Regions from separate parts of the Mus musculus genome. Here regions 1, 2 and 4 are each linked to region 3. A link is a contact called in public Hi-C and HiChIP or PLAC-seq data. All regions are on one chromosome and are shown on one strand. Each heading gives the region's core, a stretch centred on a gene start, on an enhancer-like site or on the middle of the called end of the contact. The rest is flanking DNA. Distances are from core to core; before and after follow the strand shown. Region 1 overlaps Fars2 (phenylalanine-tRNA synthetase 2 (mitochondrial)). Region 2 overlaps Fars2 (phenylalanine-tRNA synthetase 2 (mitochondrial)). Region 3 has its middle 21 kb from the start of Gm40913. Region 4 overlaps Fars2 (phenylalanine-tRNA synthetase 2 (mitochondrial)).

What was found. A called contact is a pair of places that touch in the nucleus more often than the background predicts. HiChIP or PLAC-seq counts read pairs in DNA pulled down with a chosen protein or histone mark.
Region 1: a Hi-C map of cerebral cortex shows a contact between it and region 3, with 14 times the contacts expected there. The contact joins two enhancer-like sites. A contact is called at or near these places in 1 of 15 datasets of contacts at CTCF or cohesin (the NIH/3T3 cell line), 5 of 484 Hi-C or Micro-C datasets (the N1E-115 cell line, bone marrow-derived macrophages, cerebral cortex and 1 more) and 6 of 115 datasets of contacts at active chromatin or transcription factors (differentiating embryonic stem cells, embryonic midbrain, embryonic stem cells and 3 more).
Region 2: an H3K27ac HiChIP or PLAC-seq map of regulatory T cells shows a contact between it and region 3, with 8 times the contacts expected there. The contact joins two enhancer-like sites. A contact is called at or near these places in 6 of 484 Hi-C or Micro-C datasets (cerebellum, cerebral cortex, gonadal supporting cells and 3 more), 7 of 115 datasets of contacts at active chromatin or transcription factors (differentiating embryonic stem cells, embryonic stem cells, neural tube and 2 more) and 1 of 9 other capture datasets (embryonic stem cells).
Region 4: a Hi-C map of cerebral cortex shows a contact between it and region 3, with 5 times the contacts expected there. The contact joins two enhancer-like sites. A contact is called at or near these places in 1 of 15 datasets of contacts at CTCF or cohesin (the NIH/3T3 cell line), 5 of 484 Hi-C or Micro-C datasets (bone marrow-derived macrophages, cerebral cortex, double positive thymocytes and 2 more), 5 of 115 datasets of contacts at active chromatin or transcription factors (differentiating embryonic stem cells, embryonic basal ganglia, embryonic hindbrain and 2 more) and 1 of 9 other capture datasets (embryonic stem cells).

The regions. Positions count from the first base shown.
Region 1 is chr13:36,530,354-36,533,544 of GRCm38.p6, reverse strand. All of the region lies in intron 6 of Fars2 (phenylalanine-tRNA synthetase 2 (mitochondrial)), which reads right to left. Among named protein-coding and RNA genes, the nearest start is that of Gm46409, 81 kb to the left of the region's middle. Within about 2 kb of position 1,479, at least 22 of the 459 cell types and tissues checked have an H3K27ac peak or open chromatin away from gene starts, as enhancers often do. A contact at or near this core is called in the N1E-115 cell line and cerebral cortex, where this site is marked.
Region 2 is chr13:36,447,168-36,450,253 of GRCm38.p6, reverse strand. All of the region lies in intron 6 of Fars2 (phenylalanine-tRNA synthetase 2 (mitochondrial)), which reads right to left. Among named protein-coding and RNA genes, the nearest start is that of Gm46409, 160 kb to the left of the region's middle. Within about 2 kb of position 1,668, at least 22 of the 459 cell types and tissues checked have an H3K27ac peak or open chromatin away from gene starts, as enhancers often do. A contact at or near this core is called in regulatory T cells, where this site is marked.
Region 3 is chr13:37,311,194-37,313,966 of GRCm38.p6, reverse strand. No RefSeq gene overlaps it. Among named protein-coding and RNA genes, the nearest start is that of Gm40913, 21 kb to the left of the region's middle. RefSeq lists an enhancer at 157-2,773. Within about 2 kb of position 1,251, at least 95 of the 459 cell types and tissues checked have an H3K27ac peak or open chromatin away from gene starts, as enhancers often do. A contact at or near this core is called in the N1E-115 cell line, bone marrow-derived macrophages, cerebral cortex and 1 more, where this site is marked.
Region 4 is chr13:36,366,803-36,369,950 of GRCm38.p6, reverse strand. All of the region lies in intron 5 of Fars2 (phenylalanine-tRNA synthetase 2 (mitochondrial)), which reads right to left. Among named protein-coding and RNA genes, the nearest start is that of Gm40912, 160 kb to the right of the region's middle. Within about 2 kb of position 1,495, at least 39 of the 459 cell types and tissues checked have an H3K27ac peak or open chromatin away from gene starts, as enhancers often do. A contact at or near this core is called in bone marrow-derived macrophages and cerebral cortex, where this site is marked.

The DNA of each region.
Region 1 (3,191 bases), core at 230-2,729, 780 kb after region 3:
CCTGTAGACACTGGACACAGGCAGCCATACGTGACCATCCTTGTCTGCTCCTGAGTGATTCAGGATGGTCTGCTGTGCCAATACCACAACATCTTGTGCTTCTCCCAACCAGCCTGACATCACCCCCACCCCCTTTCAGGGTCCAACTAGGGGAAACAAAACACATGACTTGCTTTCACCTTGGTCCTGTTCCCTGCTCCACTCTGAACGTCAAGGCTTACCCAATTCCACCTCCCACCCAAGTCCGGATGCTCAGGCAGAAACTGAGAACCAGGATGGGCAATCCCATGTGAACTATGGGGAGAGGAGGCAGGCCAGCGGGACAAGCCAGCAGAGGGGGATTCTGTTTTAGTGCCTCCTCCTCCGAGACTCCTAACTTTAGACCAAAGAGAAAGCTGCGTGGGATTGAGAACAGTCAAGTCTGGATCAGTGAAAGGACTGTCAAGCTTATGCCTAAAAGGGTTTAGCAATCCCCTTCAGGGTATGCATCCAAAGGAGGTTTTAACAGGTGTTGAGAGGACCTGGACCCCATGCTTATTGGCACAGTATTCATAAAGCCAAGATATGAGATTACCACAAGCATCCGGCAGGGGGTGAATGGAAGAAGAAATCAAGAACACTTACTCAATGGAATACTACTCAGTCTTTAAAAAGGTGCGATGGTGTCATCGCAGCAGCATGGGTGGTCCCGAGGATGCTATGCTCAGTGGAGTAAGACAATTACAGAAGGGACACAGTGTGTGCTCTCTCTTATTTGTGGGGCCTAAAGAAGCTGGTCTCACAAAAAAAATAGGGGCGGGGGCTGCCAGAGGCTGGGGTGGGGATGAAAGATCAACAAAGTTATGGAAGGTGAAAGGAGCAGGCTCTAGTGATCTGTGGCAAAGCAGATGACCCTGGCTAGTGACCCTGTTTTGAATATTTTACATTATCTACAAGAGGACTTTAAATGTTCTCAAAACAAAGAGATGACGAATGTCTGAGGTGACGGATATGCCAAGCACCTTGATTACTGTATCATTACACATAGCTCAAAATATTTTACTGCATCCTGTAAATATTCATATTTGTGTCAGTCTTAATGTGAAAAAGCTGAGCAATAAATATCTTAAAACAAAATAGAAAGAGTAATAAAGTGAACCATCATCAGAACTACTTGAAGATTAACTAGTGCTCCCCCCAGCTCAAAGTATGGGGGGTATTTTCTGAAGGGGTACAGGGCTATGGAGCCGCCTGGAAAGAAGGAACAATGGGTCAGAGTCTTGGTGAGGGAGGGAAGACTTCTATTATACAACCACTGGGTTCACCGTGGCAACCAAACTAGCTCTGAACTTGAAATAAAACCCTTCCTCACATGCAGCCCAAACCTATCTCCTACAGCATCCACAATAGTCTGCTTTTCCATCTGTGACAGAGCAGCTACTCTGTGTTCTTGGATGGTATGCCTGACACCTCCCAGAATAGACGAGGCATGACCAGTGGGCACTGCAGACACTGCCTATCCATCCACACAGAGATTACTCAGTGCAGAAAGATGCTGTCCAGAAGAGTTCCACTGACAGAGTGAGAAAGCTGGATCCTTGGCTTTGTAGTCAACTAGTTCCTGCTTGTCAGAGACAAAGGTTCAGCCCGATGCCCCATGTTATCACTCTTCTGCTCAGTGGAGAAAGCAAGTTCATTCAATGTATCCAGAAGCTCGTGGAAGCCAGACAAGAAGCACGGGCGGCAAGACGAGGGAGGGAGGGAGACAGCTCGATGTTACTTCCAAGGACAGGACCGAGAGCTGCCAGGCTGTGGGAGAATGGAGAAGCACCTGACTTTGTAGTTGAGAGAAAGCTGGTTCCAATTCCCGTTCTCTTTGCTGTGAGATCTAGGGCCCCTGCATGACCTCTTGTGCCTTGGAGTTCTTGCCTATGAAGCAAGACCTCCATTTCCTTCTTCTATCTCTGAGGACTAGATGGACACACTATACAGCAATTATTTCAGAGCCTGCCCATCAAGAGTGGATTATCTACTCAGTGGTGGGGACACATTCCAAGACCACAGTGACTGCCCAGTACCAGCAATAGCAACAAACACTATAGATACATTTTTCTAAAGTATGACTGGGGTACCTGTGATGAAATTTGATTTAAATTTAAAGTTTAAGTACATGAGAGGCGAACCCCCCCCCAACCCTCACCCCTCACCATCTGAGGCAGATGGAAGAGCTTGTCCCAGTGAGCTGTCCCGGATGGGGTGTGGGTTAATTGCTGGAGGGTATCAGTGAGGGAGAGCTGACCCTATCACTTCTCTGCTATGAAGTGGTCTTGGATGGGGGAAGATGCCTTCCACCCCCTCACTACTGAAGGCAGACAGGAGAACTGACCCTAGGAGAGAGTGTAGGAGAGCTGGTTCTACAACTCACCTGTCAAGAGGTGGCATGGGTCCCTCCCCCTTCCTATGAGCAATACTGAGAGCTGGCCCAGAGGAGAACTAGCTCTGCCCCCTCACTGGCTGTAGTGCTCTGGAGAGCTGGCCCTGATGGTGAAGTCAAGGGTGAGCCAGCTCAGGGGGTGTGAGAGTAGGAGAGTTGGCCCAGCCCCTTGCAGGCTACAGCACTTGGAAAAGTGCTCCCCACAGCCCCTCCTGCTATGACTGGGCAGCACAGTGGAGTTGTCTCTGGAGGCATGAGTGCTGGTGAGCTGGCCGGAGACCATGAGAGCAGAAGAAATGACCCTGCCTCCTGCCAATGGTGGCATTGGGTGGCCTGGCCAGAACAGTGCTAGAGAACTCACCCCGGTGGCTCACTGACTGGCACAGCTGCCACCAGGCCCATATCCAGAGCTCTGAATTGGCCCACCCCAAAATCTATATCACTTGCAAATGGTTGAGATACGTGAATGGGCCATTCCTGCTTTTCTAAAGCTGCAGGATCTCCATGACGAAGGGCAACAACAGGAGAACTGGGAGGAGTCCCAAGGAGGAGCCAATAGTGATGGTGTCACAGAAACAGAGATCTCGAACCAGACCAAATGATTCATTGTGATGAACATCAGCAAGTGAAGGTGTGTGGACAGAGGGATATATTGTGAGACACACTGTGGCATACTACTACAACTTGCATGATGAGATGTTTTTCGATGTTTTTTGTTTGTTTGTGTTTTTTATTGGGGGCAGGGGAATTCAAGAGCAAAGGGTAGATATTAAGGGAG
Region 2 (3,086 bases), core at 419-2,918, 860 kb after region 3:
AATAAAAGAAAATATATAATAAAATGCTTGATGATAAAGAATACACTTAAGGGAGTGTTTCTGACATTTTACTGGAGCCAACTCACTTCTGTCTCATCACTTTCATAGGTCATGAGCCATATGAGCTTGTAAAGTCACCTGAACGGGTACCCTTAGAAGTGGCTCTTAAAGACAGCTCAGTCTCTTCTTCTCCTTTATTCGCCTGGCAGAAGACCCAGGCTTGGTGCTCTTGTGGCTGATGAGGTGATACCCAACAGGTAGTCTCTTTCAACAGACTCAATTCTTGGGCATTCATAGATGCTTGGGTGACCAAGGAAGGTGTTAACTTCTTGAGTGGTAACTGTAATACTATGTTGTCAGCCTTGAATATAATATGTGGGGTCAACGTTAGTAATGCTGAGGGCAGGGAGAAAAGTAATAGAAACTGTAAACCTCGAAGCCTACCAAAGAATCAGCAGGGTCTCTCTCCAGCCAAAGTTAAGTGCAAGCTGCCTACTATTAACTGTAACAACATGATGAAGACAGCTAAAATTCTCTTACACTGAACTCTTAAGAATTTTTTCACAGAAGGTTTTACAGAGGCTTTCAAGGCTGTGGTAGACAAGATCCTGACAAAGTTTACTAATGTCCCTGTAGTAACTAACTGGTTTTCTTTTGTACAGGATCTGTTGATGGAAGCCAAGGTACACAGTGTTCAAGAACCATCAGTGAAGTCCACTTTACCAAAGATCTCATTACTACAGCTAGTTTGATGTTGATAAATGACTTGTGATTTCTTTCCAGCCCAGCATTCCCCTGTCTTTTAAGGTAGAAGATTAAGCATCTGCTTGGATTTGTAGCAACAGTGTAAGGTATCTTATTAGACTAGAACCTCCTTGAACATTCTATGTAGAATCACCATCACTACCATTGGAAACTTGAAACCCCAAGATGTGTAGCCTGTTAAAATTTATACACTTATGAAAACAAAAGCCAGGATTACATTTAGAGATGCCTTCAAAGCCATGCATTTAGGGCTTGGATGTCCACAAATGGAGAAAAACAAGAAGTGATCCGTCTGAATGAAGCCATGACAACTACGTAGTGAACGTCAGTGGCCTGAGCTAATGCATCTCAGTGATCCCGTTTACTCTGTGTCTTTAGTTGTTTGCACTGCCGGTGGGCCAGCCCTTCTGTACAACACCAAAACTGTTCTGGGTATCCCCAAGCTTCCGACGGCCACCAAACAGTACAGTTTCATCTATGTTCCATCCAGTACTACAAGAGTGAATGAAAACAAATTAAATATTTGCTTATGTGGTTGCTTAGAAAACTGAATATGAAACAGAAGACAAAGCTTGCATCATGAAAGCAAGTCATCACTGGTGAGAAGTGAAACTCTGCACGACAGGAGCTTCGAACGCTCCGATCATCCCTAGGGGAAAAAGGTAAATTTACACATCTCTCATCTGTTTTCTGAGCCATTTATTGTCAGAGTGCAGAGACTACTGAAGGGGCTGGGCAGAGGAACAGTAAGGAGAAGTGCTCTGATGGTGGGCATTAAAGGAATTCTGGCTGCCAAACATCACGTGGGAGAGAGTGGAAATCCCCCGCAGCTCAGGCAAGCCCCATAACCAGACATATTCCACATCAAAGCATTTCTCGTGCTCCATGAGCCTGTAAGCAGCAGCCAAAATATCTTCAGAGAAAATGGCTTCTGTCTTCCCCAACCAAGTAATATTAGGTGCATTTCCACCCTACACACACTGCCAAAGAGAAGGATGGCCAAGTGCTGCTGGCGGCCCCACCCGTGAATGGCTGATGTGGACAGACCGTTCTAGGAGATTGTCTTGCTCTGATATTTTGTTATTCTGTGAATTTTAGCTGCTGGCTCCATATTTGATATTTTATAGGATTTTCTTTTCTTAATGTCAAATGAAACGTCCTTTTCATTTTAAAGTTTGATTTGATTAGATATGATCTTAATCTTCCTCTACTCACTTTGTCTCTCTCAAGTGCACATGCCTGGTCCACAGGAACCACAGTCTAAGGACTGACTTGCTGCTGGTCCTTGCAGCTGGCAGGCTTCCTGGCACTTCAAGGACTGTCCAGGAGAGAAGTCAATCCTGTCCCTGTGCAGCCAAGCTGCTGACTTGGCTGACGTGAACTCACAGGGTGTTTAGGTAGTGCCGTTTCAACTCACAGTGCACTTGGGGAGGTGCAGCGGTCCTTGATGACAAAGTGTCTACTCAGTTACATTCTCTGCTCTGTGTAAACTGTGAAGCAGACACACAAAGGAAGACTAATGACTTAATTGTGCCCCTTTTCAGTTAGGAGCAAGTTTAAGAGGTCTTTGTACCACCCAATTCAGACCATTGTACACAGGAGGACTCCAGAGTGTTTTAGGGTTAGCTGAATGCAATCAATCAAACTCATAGCCTTTTAAATAAGTACAGCACTCTAGAGGGAGTCCATGAGCCTGCCATCCCTTCTTCCCAACTCTACCATGGAGCACTATGCATTTCCCCATATTCGTCAACACCCTAGCACCCCTCTCCAAAATTCGAAGGACATAACTATACCAGTACCTAACCTTGAAAAAGAGAAGACTCCATAGAGGGAGGAGACAAGCAAGCTCCTACCTGCAGGCTACTGCCTGGCTTTTCATTTATTCCTTCTGAGTTCTATCAGAGCATTGTATGAAGGAAAAAGGAAGGAAGGAAGAAGGGAAAGAAGGAAGGAAGGGAGGAAGGAAGGAAGGAAGGAAGGAAGGAAGGAAGGAAGGAAGGCAGGCAGGCAGGCAGGCAGGCAGGCAGGCAGGCAATACTTTGAGTTAAACCTCAGAAAGAATACTTAAAAGAATGACAAAAACACATAGTCATTATTTTTCTGAGTAGCTTCAAGAATTTTCTCTTTTGGCTTGTGAACATGGTATTGTGGTTGTGGCTCAGATTTCCTAGTGAGGAGAAAATGAATTCAGTGGACTGACTTCTGAGGAGCAATCAAGCACCTCAGCCGCACATACTCATGTCTCTGTAGCTCTGTAGCTCCTGTCAAAGCCCTCAGGGAGGTGTGGACTGAATCTCTAAGAAACCAAGTGGTATCAC
Region 3 (2,773 bases), core at 2-2,501:
TTTCTTGTGTATACAATATGTATTCACATATATAGTCATATATATATTTATTCTTGTACACACACACATATATAAAATGCATTCAGTATTTTTATCCATTCTTCTGAGAATGCTAGTAGCCATTCTTTCTGTACATTTTCTTAGGGGCTTCTTCTTCCCCACCCCTGTTTACTTGCAGGCAGTAGTTTGTGTTGCAGGTAAAAGCAGATACACAGGGTTTGCAAAAGATGAAAGGTTTTTTTTGTTTTGTTTTGTTTTGTGTTTTTGTTTTCTTGTTTTTCCTCCTCCGAAGTAAGAGAGAATAAAAGGCCAGGCAGTGACACAACTACTTTAAGGTAGAAGAGGCAACATTGAGGAGCAAGAGTGTCTGGAAAGTGGGAGGATCTGCTTCTGAACTAGCCAAGTATTGTACAGACACAAAGCTAAAGAGGAGAAGAAACTGAGAAGATCTGCAGTGCAGGAATCAACGCCGGCTCACCATCAAGCGGCACTGCGGTCTCACCTGAACCTTCAATGTGCAGCCAGCCCACTCAGCGACCTCAGGCCACCCTTTCTTCTTAGCCTTGGGTGGGACGAGGGGCAAGGCAGAATGGTGCTTGCTGTCAGTTGTTGGCTAGAGCTAAGGTGAGGGGCAAAGTGTTGAGGGATGCTGAGGACAGAAGTACAGAGGAGCAAGGGAGCTGGCTTTTCTATCCAGATCTGGTAAAGCAAAGAACAGAGGAGTGACTAAGGGAGCCAGGGAGATGCCTCTGAAGATGGGACCCTATGCTTATAGGCAGTGTGAAGCCTGTTCCTTAGTCTTGAAGGAATGGAAACTCAGAAGAATGCAAGCGGGCTCTGAACACACAGATGATTCTGCAGTTGAATTCCGGAGGGAGAAACACCTCGGGGAGGGGCTGTCAAGTGAACAACTTAGACGGACCCAGGAAAGATCACATAAGGAGTCCTGCTTCAAGACTGTCAAAGCCATTGGGTCTTTTAGGTTTAAATTCAATTCTGCAATGGGGTGAAATGTAAGGTATTAGTTTTAGGAAGGACCCTTGCTTACTTGGTGATTCACCTGTGAATAACAGCAAAACCCCAAATCCGAGAAACAATGCATCAGGCAATACTAGATCCGCAGCCAGCCAGCATCCCGCCCCTCAAGAAAAAAATTGCAGACCATGACATCATTCCTCTGGTCTCCCCACACCTGCTCGAGTCCCTCGATGATACCACCAGATGGCGATGTTGGCCTAAGTTGTAGTACATTCTCTAGTCCTGGGAAAGCCTGACCTGAATATAAAACTTCCCTAATCACCACATTTGATTCCCCAGCAGAACAGCACAAAAAAACCTACTGCGGATTCCAAAGAGGCCAACATGGCATCTCACTACATTGCGTGGTCCGCAGACCAGACATCGGTGCATATTAAAGTGTGATTGCAAGAAAACAACTTTAAAATTCAGAGTCCAGGAGTGGCCCCCCGCTCCCCCGCCTCCCGCGCCTAGTCTCGCTTTGCGCTCCCTACCCCCACCCACGGTCCAGCAATCTCGGACGTGAGGCTTTTCTGCAGCCGCAGCGGCATGGCTGGCAGTGTGGCGCGGAGGTGGCAAGCTCTAGGGACCCACGCAGCGTCTGTCTGTGCAGTGCCCAGATGGCAGGGGCTGGAGAGGCCTCCAGAAACCTGCAACTCAGTAGCATTTCCCCAACTGGATCTCTGTCATCCTCCCAGGCCACCCCAGCTCAAGAGAACCTACCCCATCCAGAACTTCAGGAGGCAGCTTGGGGCCAGCAAAGGTGGGAGGTGGTGGCATGAAAGTAAGGTCTAGTTAGGATGACCAGTCTCCAGGGTTAGAAGTTTTATAGCTTACAGGGCTTCCACGATCCCAGGTGCCCACCCAATTGGTATTGCTTCCACTAGTAGGTCGCGCCTTGTGTAGGACAGTGTATGATGGGCAAGATGGACCGCAGGCGCCTGCTAGAGAGTGACACTCTGGCTCCCAGTAGCTTGCACCAAAAGGTCCGATGACTGTCTCTGGTCCCCAGCAGTCAAACCTCGGTGGTACTTCTAGGCCTCATAGGCGCGTGCTCATGGCGCACGCACAAAGCCCAGCGGTGCAGTGCTCCCCGGCAGGCCTGGGCTGGCCCCCTCGAAGCGACCAGACGGTGTCTCACAGCGGGCTTGTCCCCGCCGAGGTCATCTGCTAGGCGCAGCTGGGCCGCGGAAAGTAAGAAGCTGATGAATTTTTCATCGCGATTCCCTTGGCTGTCGATCTGAAGGCAGTTTCTGGGGCAGCAGCCTTTAAGGACCTGTCTGTGCCAAGGGCAGCCCCTCCCCCACCGCTCTAATTACTGATAGACAGGAGAAGCTGGTCCCAGGTCCCCTCCTGCTCCTCCAGGGCGTGTCCTGGTCCCTCTGGCTTTGTTTGATTTCTGAGCATTGGGCGAGTGGGAAAGGAGGGATGAGGAAGAGCGCCTGTCTAGTTTAATAGCATGTGTAGACAACCTGCCTGGAAAAAGGAACACAGAGGTGCTCAGCTCTGACCTCCAGGAGTTTGCAGGGATCTGCGGGGATAAACTCACAAAATGGAGATGAAAGAGTCTAATGTGGGCCAAGGGCCGGGCTAGTGGGGCTGTGAGTGAGACCGGGGCTCAGGGAGAGACATGGGGAAGGGATAAGTTGAAAGGAAAGGACTCCAACACCCGGGCACAGGAAGGGGCAGAATGAGGGCGGGTCTAACTTTGCGCTCTCGAGGGGACCAGAGGCACACAGGTGCAAGGTGTGGACCT
Region 4 (3,148 bases), core at 246-2,745, 940 kb after region 3:
TTCTTTCCTTTCTGCTTTAACCCTTGCAGTTTAGGAAAGCTTAAAATTTGCTTTTATCAGTATTTATCAAATACAAAATTAATATCCAAAATATATCAGTAACTATATAAAAGTAACAAAGCGACATGACTCAATTTAAAAATTAGGCAAAGGACTCAAATAAACATTCTCCAAAGGAAGCCTATGAATTTCCAACAGTACTTGAAAGGATGTTTAATGCTAACGATGGAGGCAATGAGAAGTCACCTGCCATCTCCTAGGATGGCTATGACGATGCAGAAAAAGGGAAAGTTGTTTGCTGGGTGGGACTGAAACTGGGACAGTCAATGTGAAACCAGTGGAGAGGGGCCTCAAGCCGGATAGAGAACTAGCTTAAGCTCCCGCCACGCCAGGTCTGTGCATACGTGCAAATCAGCTCTGGAAGAGCTCTGGACTCTCGTGTTCGTTATTACAGTACTACTACAGCAGCCAAGTCATAATAACAATCCAAGTGCCATCAGTGAACGATAAATAAGGAGAATGCAGAGCGCACGTGCACACACACAAAACTTCTCAACAGTGTTGAATAAAAATTTGTGGTAATTATTACAGTAAAAACAGCATAGTTTATGCCTTAAACTCATATATTTGTACTTCAGCTAAAAATTTCTAAATAAAAACAATACAAAAATAGATTTAGAGAAGGCTTTTTATCCATGCACAAAGAAACAGTCACCTCAGACAATTCTTTTTTTGAACAGTCATTGCTTCAGGTCTCTGGAACTAGGTTGTGGTATGACAGAATATAGGATGAAGAATATTACAGTAATAAAAATAAGGCATTTTTCTTCCCTGGGCTGCTCCTGTCATTTAGTTTCTGCATATCCTAATTCATATTCTGAGCAGAAAAGGAGCTGAGAAGCGGTGTTTTATTAACCCATCGCAGCTCCCCACTCTCAGCACAGAGCTAAGTTTCTAATTATGCATCTCACAGAGAAGCATCCCTGACGGCTCTGCATGCACAGGATGCATAATGTAGCTTTTGTTTTCAGAGATTTATGTCAAAGACCTCTTCATTAAATGCTGTGGGAGGGCAGATGCAAGTCTAGGTTAAAACAAAACCCAACATGCTGATAAAATAGTCATCTAGGAACTACACCAGTGAGAGCTCCTAAAGTGGTCCTTCTCCAAAGGCTGCGAGACACACACAGACACATGCACACACACACACACACACACACACAGACACACACAGACACACACATGCACACACACACACACACACACACACACAGACACACACAGACACACACATGCACGCACACACACACACACACACACACAGACACACACAGACACACACATGCACACACACACACACACACACACACAGACACACACAGACACACACATGCACACACACACACACACACACACACACACACACACACACAGGAAGACTGTTGGAACTGGTCGGTGTGGTTTATGAGGAAGCTCAACCAAGACTCTGTTGGTTACTCATTCAGTTTGAAGGTGGGTCCAGGGAAATGCAGCTGCTGTAAAGTGATGAGGTGCCTGTCAAGACTTTGCTGAATTCTGCAGCATCTGTCTTGCAGCTTAGATGAGTCTGCAGCAAGAGGATGAGGGAGAGTGGAATTCTGGTCAAAGAATGGCATCTAGAGCCAAGGGCAGGCCTGCCTCCAAGCTGCAGTGACATCTGGTGAGGAGGAAGTTGGCCTGACATGCTAGGGAAGATCAGAACAGAAACATCTAAAATTTTGCAGGATCTCTCCCTCCCTCCCTCTCTCAACTGTAATACAGGCCCCTCAAAGAAACAGCCACTTGCTTGATTCCAGGCTGATACTGCCAGCAGGACTGCAGACCAGAGGAGCAGAATTCCACCATGGCTGTGCCTGTGGCACTGGACCTGCTATGTTCCTGGTTTTGGACTCAGTTTCCTCTTCTGTAAAATGGGGCTATTAATACTTCAGTATCTAGGCAACAGGCTTTTTATGTAACATCCTTACAACAGAGCTTGAAAGTAGGTCATGAAGATCTGCTAAACAATAACTCTAGCAGGCAGGTGACTCATACCTTTTTTTTTGCAGGCACTAGAAAGGCACAGAGGCAGATGGAGTTCTCTAGGTTCTAGGCCAGCTTGGTTTACATAGCAAGTTCCAGGACAGTGAGGGTTACAGAGTGAGTATCTGTTTCAAGAACAATAGCAAACAATTCTATTTGTAAGTAGAGAGGAAATGATATTGTTTTTGTTACTAGACAATGAGTTTATTAATAATTTGAACACATCCATGCATCTCTGGAAGATATTTATGATGCCATGTAAATGAAATTATCTAGAAGTGGCATTACATTCATTAATTTTATAGCTAAAGAAACTGAGGCACAGTTAAGTATGAATGATTCTTCTCCAAATCTTGCAAAAACTGCTCAACTGGCTGTGAGCAGAACAGATACTCAGTGAACACTGGTGGCCTGAGACCTATCTGTGCATGTAACAGACAGAAACATCTATTACGTTCTAATTTCTTAATTTTACAGAGGGTAAGCAAGAACGGGGCTATGCTTGGTACCTGGAACCATTCTGTGTGCACAGTACTCTTTAAGCAAAGGAACAGTCATCCACTGGTGATATATTTGTGATATACAATGGTGATATACAGTGAGTGGCTGTAATGATGACCAAATGAGGGTTGAAATCAAAGACATGGAAGCACAGTTACTTCTTAATGCCCCTCATGTGTTGACCAAACAATCACAGGCAGTTCCCCAAATGGCTCTCAGTGAGTGCTGCCTGAATGTACTCTGTTGTCAAAGACAAGTAAGCATGGTCCATCACAGTGTCCGCAATGCTGAACTCAGTTATTCTAGAGTGCAATGATTCTAGAAAGTTCATTAGTCTTTGTCTCTGACTTTCAACTAATGTAAAAACAACAACAAAAACAACCCCCCCAAACAAAACAAAACAACAAAAAATCAAAACTATCACAATTGTTTTTTCTTTTTAAACACTGAAAGGCCATTTTGTTTATCTGGTGAAATATGATCAAAAGTTACCCAGTTGTTGAGGGGCACACACAGAAACTTAGTTGTCCAATGGCAAAGGCTCTGCCATGAATTGTCAGACAGGACTGAATGAAATTGCTGGTTA